Regions from separate parts of the Mus musculus genome. Here all the other regions are linked to region 2. Evidence: chromatin contacts called from public promoter capture Hi-C data. All regions are on one chromosome and are shown on one strand. Each heading gives the region's core, a stretch centred on a gene start, on an enhancer-like site or on the middle of the called end of the contact. The rest is flanking DNA. Distances are from core to core; before and after follow the strand shown. Region 1 holds the start of Rsf1 (remodeling and spacing factor 1). Region 2 holds the start of C2cd3 (C2 calcium-dependent domain containing 3). Region 3 holds the start of Rsf1os2 (remodeling and spacing factor 1, opposite strand 2).

What was found. Promoter capture Hi-C pulls out the DNA fragments that hold promoters and counts their contacts.
Region 1: a promoter capture Hi-C map of liver shows a contact between it and region 2, with 2.9 times the contacts expected there. The contact joins the promoter of Rsf1 here to the promoter of C2cd3 in region 2. A contact is called at or near these places in 2 of 39 promoter capture datasets (embryonic stem cells and liver).
Region 3: a contact with region 2 is called in a promoter capture Hi-C map of pre-B cells, with 2.2 times the contacts expected there. The contact joins the promoter of Rsf1os2 here to the promoter of C2cd3 in region 2. A contact is called at or near these places in 2 of 39 promoter capture datasets (liver and pre-B cells).

What each region holds. Positions count from the first base shown.
Region 1 is chr7:97,578,461-97,581,894 of GRCm38.p6, forward strand. Rsf1 (remodeling and spacing factor 1) reads left to right here and starts at 1,436. Exons shown (of 16, transcript NM_001081267.2): 1 at 1,436-1,645. The coding sequence starts at 1,444. It overlaps Aamdc (adipogenesis associated Mth938 domain containing), which reads right to left and starts at 1,037. Exons shown (of 5, transcript NM_001177945.1): 1 at 906-1,037.
Region 2 is chr7:100,370,765-100,374,220 of GRCm38.p6, forward strand. It overlaps C2cd3 (C2 calcium-dependent domain containing 3), which reads left to right and starts at 1,469. Exons shown (of 33, transcript NM_001017985.3): 1 at 1,469-1,732. The coding sequence starts at 1,678. It overlaps Ppme1 (protein phosphatase methylesterase 1), which reads right to left and starts at 1,132. Exons shown (of 14, transcript NM_028292.2): 1 at 959-1,132. The coding sequence starts at 1,059.
Region 3 is chr7:97,694,774-97,697,908 of GRCm38.p6, forward strand. It overlaps Rsf1os2 (remodeling and spacing factor 1, opposite strand 2), which reads right to left and starts at 1,694. Exons shown (of 3, transcript NR_154552.1): 1 at 1,339-1,694. It overlaps Clns1a (chloride channel, nucleotide-sensitive, 1A), which reads left to right and starts at 1,884. Exons shown (of 7, transcript NM_023671.2): 1 at 1,884-2,096. The coding sequence starts at 1,957.

The DNA.
Region 1 (3,434 bases), core at 186-2,685, 2.8 Mb before region 2:
CTAGACCTTGGCCAACTTAGAGCCTGAGCTGAGCCCAGAGTCTTCTTAGCATCTTAGTTCCCGAGTAGAGAGTGGTTCCTCAGATTTGGTCACCCAGCAGAGGCAATTCCTCATTAGTGATCCACAGAGTACCTTAGGCCCTGGTCCACCGGTTCCATCTGGCAAGGAAGCTCTTTAAACAGGACAGTAAAACAACTCAAAACAGCTTCAGGAAGTCCCTGAAACTAACCAGATTCATTAGGTCTCTCTCTGTCAGAGCAAACAGTAAAAGGTGATCGTCTCTCTCAAACTAAAGGAAGTTGAGCTGAAAAAAAAAAAAAAAAAGCCTCTCAGACAAGCTGCACTGCAAAGAAGACTCTGAGATGGGACCAGCTGCCTGGGAGGAGCAGAAGCCAGCTGAGCTGCCTGGAAGAGGTTCAGACCAGAGTCACTTGGAAAGGACATGCCAACGCAGTGAGCTGCCTGCAGGCTGTGCAGTTTTTATAATCTGTCACCCATGCTGGGGTGGGCCCTGGGGTCGCAGCTGTCTCTGAGTCATTCCTGCTCCTGTAAGTGACCCCTTATCCATGCTCCTGTTAAAATAAAACGCATTGGTTCGCCAAGTTGGACTTTGGTGTTATCTGTACTTCGGTCTGTCGGTGGGAGCTCTGTCTGGGGTGAGATGTGTTTACCGTCCCCCCAGGAAAAGTTTGGTCACACAACACTCAGGAGAGGGCAACACCCCTCAGCAAACTTTCTGAGACTTCTCTCCAGGGTCCCGCGCCAAGCCACAACCGCACCTTTCCTTCTCCTAACCTCTCTCCTCCCTGCCATTCTCTTTTGCTGCATCTTGGTGTCTCTCTTCAACTCCCTCTCTGTCTCTCTCTCTTGGTCGTCTCCGTTCCCAGATCCCGCAGAAAACTCACGCAGCGCTTCTGTTCGCGGTTGTTCCTCCAGTCGGATCCGTGCTTCACCTTTCCCTGCAGCTAGCCGAGGGACTCTGAGCCACAGCGGTTCAGCCACCAGGCCTGGAATTCGCCTTCAGCCGGCCCACACCCGAAGCTCCGCCCCCTCCCCCCATTGGCTATCGTTCTTAGAAAGTCCCGCCCCCAACCTCTCCGCCCCGCTTCCCTTGTTTTCATTCCCCCTGTCACACGAGGCAGTAGCGACCCCGAAGTGGGAGGGAAGAAGTCGGAGCCTTGAAGTCGTAGAGGGAAGGGGACGGGAAGAGGGCGGAAAGTGAAGGGCCCAGAGTGCCTCTCTGTCCCCGATCTAACTCAGTTCTCGACTGCTCCGGGCCGGCGTGGTATTGTGGGATCGCGGCGCCTGGCGCGAGACGCTCGCCGCCGCAGGGGCGTCCACTCGAGAGCGCCTCCTGTCGTCCGTAAAGCTACCCTGCCATCCCTCGGTCCCCCCAACTCCTCCCGCCCCCCCATCCCCTCCTCCTCCATCCTCCAGTTCAAAATGGCGGCGGCGGCGGCGGCGGCGGCGGCGGCAGCGGCAGCGGCGATGGCTCCTCCGGGCTGCCCGGGTTCGTGCCCCAACTTCGCCGTAGTCTGCTCCTTCTTGGAACGCTACGGGCCGCTGCTGGACCTGCCCGAGTTGCCGTTCCCAGAGCTGGAGCGGGTGCTGCAGGCGCCGCCGCCAGACATCGGCAACGGAGAAGGTAAGCGATCGGCCCGAAAGCCCGGCGGGAAGCGGCCCTGGCGCGCTTTAGCTCTCCATAGATACCCTGGGGCTCTGCGGCCGTCCCTCGCCAGGGATTGGCCTCCGCGGAGTCCCTACTCCTCGTAGCCCGGGGGTTCCTGGGTGCTGGGGAGGCGGGGCGGAGGCCCCCTAGGGCCACCGTGCCCCGCGGGGACGGAGGTGGGGGCGTCGCGGACCGGGTGTGGGCTAGGGCCCAGGAGGGGGTATTGTGCCGGCCTGACGCTCTGGGGCCGGGTCCCCCGCGCCGGTGTTGCCTCCAGTTCTTACCCCTTTAGGTGGCGGGGGAAGGGGAGCGCAGGTTCCGGCCAGCTTTGCGCTTTTCTCTTCCCCTCCTCCCACCAATCCGCCCCACCGTCTCCCGGGAGGCTGGGCCCATCTTCTCTCGGCGCCCCCTCTGCTCACTCCACCTGAGTGGGCGGGGGCCCGCGGACACTCCGCTCTCCCGGTGGTGGGAACTCCCCCGAGAGAGTCGGCTCCTGCCTTTTCCCGTCCCCTGGAGGGCTGGTCTAGCCCCCCAAACTCCTTCCTCCTTGGGAGATCTGAGTCTATGACCAGAGAGGGGGCTTCCCCCCTATTCTCGCGTAGGAAGGGGAAATGAACTCGGCCCAGCTTCTCCGCTCTGGGTAGGAGAGGGTTAATATCTCCTCCTCCATAGTTTTTCTCCTCACCACCTCCCCCAAAATAATAGAAAAGCATCTCTCCACTTTTCTCTATCCCTTCCCCCTATCTCAGCTACAGGGCTTAAGGGAAGAAGTCACTCTTCCATTTGCTGGCTGGGGTGGGGTGGTTAGTCTGTAGGCTGGAGGAGGGGCTCAGATGGCTGGGGAAACAGTTGAAGAAGGTGCTTGTTGCTCATGTTTCTCTCTGGTGCCGCTGGTCTATTATTGGTGTTCGCAAGTGGTGCTCCTTCCACATAAGGCCACCGCGCGGGTTCAGGGCGCATGCTCTGCCCGGCCCCATTGAAACTTCCTGCTGCTGCTGCTGGTCGTGGTTCTTTTGCTGGAGCATCTCAGCGCTGTGTTTGCTGCTTGCAGTCTTTACACGCTGAGCGCTAACCCTCTCCCCTATTAGTCCCGATCCATTCCGCTCCTTTTCTGGTACTTTATTTCCCTAGGAGAAGCCTAATTTGTGTACTCCGAACATTGCCTTTGTTTAGCGACAGCCCTTGGCAAAAGAAGAAACGTTTCCCAAATAGGTCTTCTTTTCTTCTTTTTCTTTTGATCTGTGCGTAGATGACCAGGGTGGACTGGGTATTGTACAAGGCATGATAGCTGTGACCTTTCTAAGAAAGCAGAGTTGCTTTTTTGTTCTGTATAGAAAATACGTTTCCGATATGATGTATTTACATAGCTAAGGAAAGACCCAAGTGTGAACTTATTCAAAGTATTACCTGTAGAGAAAATGTGTGATATACAATGTTATTAAGTATTAATCCTACAGCAGTTATTGGTACAATGGTCGTATACTTTCTTTCCACTTTCTCTTTTGAGACTGGCCTGGAATTCTGTATACCATGCTGGCTTGGAACTCTTAGGAATCCTCCTGCCTCTGCCTGCCTCGTGCTAGGATTAAAGGCATTTGTCACTACGCCAGGCTCTGCATCTCTTTACTGGTTCACAGTTCTTAGACTGTATCTGGCTATAAAAATCTAGTTTTTTAAACTATGAAATCAGAGTTAAATTACTTTAGGTTAAGATTTTTTGCAGACTTTCTTTAAACATTAAGCTTCTAGTGTATTAATTTCATTA
Region 2 (3,456 bases), core at 219-2,718:
CAGCCTCAACACCACAAAAATTAATAAATGTTTCTAACCCACACACATAAGCACACACACACACTCAAGCCCTACTCCCTTTCCAGCAAACCATTTACTCCCATTTTATTGTTAAGTGGTTACTCCCAGTGCTTCACTAAGTCTAATTCTTAGACCAATAGATAGTTTCCCTCAGGTCCCATTTGCTTGGCAAAACAAAACAATTGACAAAATCTTCTTTGGTTTTCAGATTTTACCTCTCCAGTGCTTCCATTTAACAAATCCTACTCGAAATTATTTCTCAGTCTCTGGGATATCAGTGGTCACTGTTCCAAACTCAGCTGTCTTCCTCATCACACCCCCCCTATTTCCCTAGCCTCTGGGCTCACTCCCTTGATAACAGTCCCCTAGCCATGTTCTCTGTCTTTCCTTAGGCCTATTCTCCAAGTTTTCTGATTCACCCCCTCATTCTCTGAACTTGACTCTTACACTTCTGGAAACTTTCTCTAGAACCTTCTACTCCCTAGTCTTTGCCTCAGATGTTTTCTATAACCCTCAGGTAAAAACCTTCTTACTCCTGGCTCACTTACTTGATTCCCCAAACCCGTCAACTTTTCTCTCAGTCATTCCCTATTCCCCTCAACGATGCCAGATTTCTCCTCATCTCACTGATTCACTCTTTCTCCCAGACTCATCACTTCTAGAGTTGATTCCCGTCATCCCTTAGATTATCCTTTCATTTTCTCAACCTTGTCCTTATTCCCCTTCTCCAACAATGTTATCAGTCCTCCAGTGGACTACTCCCTTAGCGCCTCACCTAGTCCCCAAATCTACCTTCTACTCTATCTAAACACCTCCAGGCCAAGGCCAGCATTTCCTCCAATTCACAGCGTCCCTTCCCGTGGCACTCTGAATGCCCAGACACCAATCTCCAATGGCCTGGGCCTGGTCTCCTGGGAGAGTGGTACAAGTCACGTACCCCATCCGCATCTTGGCTCCGCTCTGACTGCCCCCGCTGCCGGGTAGAGGAGGGCGAGAAGGTAGGCGGCCGAGGTGCATGCTTTTTTCAAGGGCCGACATCAAAGGGAGGCCGCACGTCGACAACAGTGGCCCAAGGTCCGTCCCACGATACGTGCAGTACAACCGGTCACAGCTCTCTCCTCTAACGACGCCCAGTCGCCTTTGGACAGCAACCAGCCACCGGCAGCGCCGCCTACCGCCCACTGGCTCAGTAAGCCCCGCCCCCTCGCCGCAGCGCTTCCACCGGAAGTGCGCAACAGCCTTCGCACAAAGGAAACTGGGTAACGGAGTCTGCGGATCTCTCAGACTCCTATCAGAGAACTCGACAACCCTAGCAGGAAGAGACCTCTTGAAGGCAATGCATGCTGGACAATGAAGTCCTCAAATAGTGTATCAATTTGCGCTTGCGCAGATGCAGGTGCCCTGGTCCAACTTGGCCAAGGTAGGGAAGCAAAGCATCATGGGTGTTGTAGTCCATTTGCAGGGGCTCTAATTGGCGCCTTCTTTTGGCACCGCTTTCCGGGAACTGTTGGTGAAAGAGTGTTTCTTCCTGCGTCCCAGGCTTCCCAGCGGCGCCCGTTGCCGGGGAACGCAGGCGCCGTGGGAAGGGATGGCGGGAGCGTACAGCTTAGGAGCTGGCACCTGCGTTGAATTTGTGACGAAGGGCCCAGGCTCGGGATGAAACAACGGAAAGGCCAAGGGCCTGGGGGCGGCCGTGGGCGCAAAAAGAGAGGTAACTTTATTTCTTTAAGGTTGAGAAAAGCATAAAAGGGCTAAAGAATTCTAAGGAGACTTCCACCCGCTCCGGTTAAACAAAACAAAACAAAACAAAAGAGGACGGAAGAGAGACTAACTAGGGAACCAGAAAGTTAAGAGAATTTTTTTTTTTTTTAAAGAATGGAAAGGAAGTAGCGCCTGAGGGTCGATAAATGAGGCAAGTGAGGATTAATAGATACGGATAGGAGAACAACAAAATTAAACGTGCTCTTTTTACGACAGGGATACACGTATGTGTGTTAGAGGTATTCGGAGTAGGGGGAAGGGACATAACTCTGTCCGGAAAAACCTTAGATGGTGAAAGGGTGTGTGATAGAGGACATCGTGAAACCTGTAACCCAAGCTTACTCAAAAAGCAAATAAAACCACTTATATATATATATACCCTTCTACTTCTCTGATTTTTTCCTTGGGAAGCGATTGCGCTTCATAAGAATATACTGAGATCTCATCAGGAATCAATACAAGGAGTTTTTTCAACTAAAACAGTTTGTGTCCTGTAGCATGAAGAAAAAGATCTACCATAAAGCGCAGGGATAATTCGTTGAAATGGAAACATATGTGCATATATGGACTGCTCCTCACTTAGAATGACTTGAATCCAACTTAAATCCTCTTAGTTATCCAGCTCCTATAAGGGGGCCCTATGAACCCCAGGCTGGCCTTGAACTTGATCCGCCTGCAGAAAAACTCTTGGTTTTTTTTGTTTTGTTTGTTTGTTTGTTTGTTTTGTTTTTAAGTCTTCTCTAAATCTTTCAGAAAAGGTACTGACTGAAAGGAAAGCCAGAGTTGTAACTGATCGCTTCATTTACATATTATTCATCACCTTTCTGAACTCTAGTAAGATTTGACGTTAACATTTTGAACCCAGAACCAAAGGTAGCAGCAAACCTAAAAATGTTAGTCTCTGTCCTTGACTGTATGGTCTTGACAGCAAAGACAATTTAAGAGTGAGATAAAGAGCCTGCTGTGGTGGGCTAGCCTTTAAGCCCAGTACTTGGGAGGCAGAGGCAGGCAGATCTTTGTGAGTTCAAGGCCAGCCTGGTCTACAAATCAAATCTAGGCCAGCCAGAGCGGGTTACACTGAGGATCCCTGTCTCAAAACAAACAAACAGAACAAAAAAAGAGTGAGGTTAAGAATAATGTATCTTCTCCATTATTTTATTTATTCATTTTACATCCCAGTTGCTGCCCCCTCTACCGACCTCACAGAGTCCCTCTCCCACGATAACGTATCTTAACTGTGGTCAACTATGGATTTACAACAGTATTAAACAAAACTTCCAACTACGGAGATTTTAAAATCTGTCCACTGGTTTTATTGTCTTTATGCTTTTCAAATAATATCTTTCAATTAAAGAAAAGTTTGGATTAACATAAGTGACCAGGTAGGTTATTTTATGGCCTGTTTTTCTAGTTACTTCTCAGTTCTGTTAGGAAAAGCCTTCTCTGTCGACACTGAGTTTTATTTTTCATTCAAAGAATATATAGGGTATATAGACCTTATCCCAGCTCTCAGGAGGAAGAGGCAGGTGGATCTCTGCGAGTTTGAGGCCAGGCAGTTTTAAGTAAGTGAATTCCAGACAAGCCAGGATTACCTAGTAAGATGTCTAAAAAAAAGAAAAAAAAAAAAAAAGAAAGAAAGAAAAAGAAAAAAAAAGCAGAAAATTCTGTTTTCCA
Region 3 (3,135 bases), core at 444-2,943, 2.7 Mb before region 2:
TGCTGGAGCCTGGCACCCAGTGCTTGGAGGGATCTTCTTCACAGCTAAGATTTCTTTCTTCACTTAGCACCTTGTATAAAATGTCTTGCCATTGGGCTATTACAATGTAAATGATTCTGAAGACTAAGACAAATTGATGAGAAACTACTATACTGGTTCTTGCCAGTTTTCTCTGACATACATGGGGGCTCCTTTTCTGAACCAAGCACTGTTTGTTTCACCAAATAAATGTCTTAGGGAATGTCTCAGATTAACCATTTCTCCAATCAGACTCATAGGCTACTCTTTTTAAGTACTGGGGATTCAACCCAAGCTAATCCAGCAAGAACTCTATCTGCTACCCTTGGAACCTACCTTGAAAACCTCTTTCTGAAATCTACCACTTAGAAAGCACACCTACTCAACGTTTTAAACTGGAAATTTAGAAACGATATTTAACCTCTCTTCTTTGTCTATTCTTGTCTTCATCGTCACAAATTCTTCCTCTCAATCTATATCCACATGACGAGGATTTTAACCTTCAGAGAGTTCTAGAATCTTTTCTCATCCCCTCCCTTACTCCACTCCCACCTTCTCATTCCTGTTCAGGGGACCTGCCTCCTAGTCTCACTAACAACAAACTAAATTTTAAAACGTAACACTTGGAACTGACTGGAGACATGGGTCAGCTTGTGAGACTGCCTAATGCCTTTGCAGATAGGGTCACTGCGCCCAGGCAGGGTGGCTCACACCTGACTGTATGTAGGTAGGTATATACATATATGTGAGGAAAAAAATCTTTAGATTCCTCTGTTGAAAAGAATCCAAAGGGAAAAAAGGAGGAAGAAGAGAAAGAAAGATAAAACTGCTATCACATCCTCCATGTATGTTATCCAACCTAAACAGCCTTAGCCCCATAGATATTACAATTCTACAGCCAAAAAAAGTGGAGTCTAGAGGTCAACTGACTGAATTCCATCCACCAACTCTAGCTTGTGAGTTTAATGCCTCAGGTCCCATCTGTTAAAGTGGGTAATAGAAAATGTGTTCATATTGTGTATCATAAAGAAAAAAATTAATTGAGCAAGTGTGGTGATGGGTGCTCATAGTAGTACCAGTAAACTGGAGTTCGGTGCAAATCGATTATGTATTGGAAGCCAGCCTGGGATACTTAAAGAAGCCCTGTCTCAAAAACCACGAAGGAATCCATGAAGAAATATAAGAGGTAAAGTCCGTATGCTGTGTGGTCTATAGGTCTCTGTTATGGGTTTCTATTCACCAAACCTGTAGGTTTTCACTGCTCTTATTCACTGGGACCTAGCGAACAGGGAAGGCAAGGGTTCCTAACCAGTGGCCTACCTTTCCCTCGGGCAGTCTTTTGACTGTCTTGCTGCGCACTGTCCATCATTAATGTAACCTTTTCGTGCTCGTGGCATGACTCGTGGGGATGGGGCGCTCGATCTCTCCGGCGACGTGGGGACTAAGAGGTCTGGTAAATGGCTGTGTGAACCCAAGGAGAACAGGCCTGACGAGGCGGAAGCAGGGTAGACTCGTGCACCCAGCCGGGAGACTTGGGATCTCCAGATGCGTGTGGATTTTATTTCTGTGAGTCCTCCTTCGGCGAGGGACTCCTGGGGCCTGGGTCCCTTCCCGCTTTTTGTTGGGAAAGGCTTGGTATTCCTTATACATCCTCTCTCGGGGTTTGCTCCTATGACCTTCAAAGAGAACCACATAGAAAACACTCGATTATTCTAAGCATCCTTAGAGGAGCGGGAAAGGGGAACCGATGCCACGTGACAAAAGCCAGCCGGCTCGCTGCGGACCTCTGAGTTGCCTAGAACATCCCGTCTCTATGGTCAACCGCATGCTAAGGCCCTCGCTGAGAAAGTTGTTCTTCCGGGCTACGACTACTGCTTCCGGGGCAGCTCCGTGCGAGCCGCGATTGCGGTACTCGCCTCTCTCGGTTCGCGTGGAGCGATGCTTTCCCCGGCAATGAGCTTCCTCAAAAGCTTCCCGCCGCCTGGGTCGGCCGACGGGCTCCGGCTGCAGCAGCCAGACACCGAGGCTGTGCTGAACGGGAAGGGGCTCGGCACCGGCACGCTTTACATCGCGGAGAGGTAAGGTTGGGGGGCGCCGACCAGCCGGCCGGCGCTATTGTGCGGGCAGGGTGGGATTGTCCCCTCCCGAGCTCGGCTGGTTCTGTCCCCTAGCCCGCGTTTCTCCCTAACGACCTGTGCGAACCGGCCTGTCTCCTGCAAGCCTGGCGCGTGGTCACGTTGAGTTTTGAGTCTGCAGAGCCTCGGTTAGTTTTTCCGTGGGCCTAGCTTTCGGAATGGTCGTGTCAACTAGACGATTTCCCTGCGTGGAATATGTAGCTCAGATTGTGACGGGTTACGACGTTTGGTTAATGAGCTGGGATGTTCTGCTTCAAGTGTGTGTGTTTGTGGGGGCTGGGGGGAAGGACCATCTTCAGGCCCACGCAGGGCGGAGTCACAACCAGCCGAACCCGACTCCTGGATGTGCAGGTCCTGGAAGGAATTCTTCTATTTCACTACCTGCAGGATTCAGTACTTTCACAATAACATAGACATGCCACTAAAATACACACTACATACACGCTCATACCCTCCTACCCCCACCCCATACCTTCCTGTTCACCCGCCCTCCCTCCCCATTTCTTTCCTTTCCCTTCCTCCCTCCTTTCCCCCCTCTTTCTTTCATTCTTTCTTTCTCTTCTCATTCTTTCCTGTCTTTCAGAGTCTCTGGTTTACCTTTTGCTATATTCTATTTGTTGGCCACAAAGGAAATCCTCTGCTTTTAAGAGCTCGAGTTATAACATTGCTCCTGCCTAGAAAATCCAGGCTATCTCGTTTATTTCACCATCAGTAGATTAGTAATCTTAATTACATTCAAAGTCCCTTCTTTCATGGCACTGGAAAACAAATCTCTTGGGGACCAAGATTATGCCTACTACAGAGCCCAGGGTATAAACGTGTAAAGAGCTATTTGTTCAGAGAACAGTGTGGATAGTGGGACTGGGTGTTTAGACACCGACTAGAAATACAAATGTGGGTGGGTGCGCAGTTTGGTTGGTATATGTGTTTGGAGTAGCCATGAGGGAGAAAGAAAAGGGATGGGAGGGAAGAAGTTGTGAGA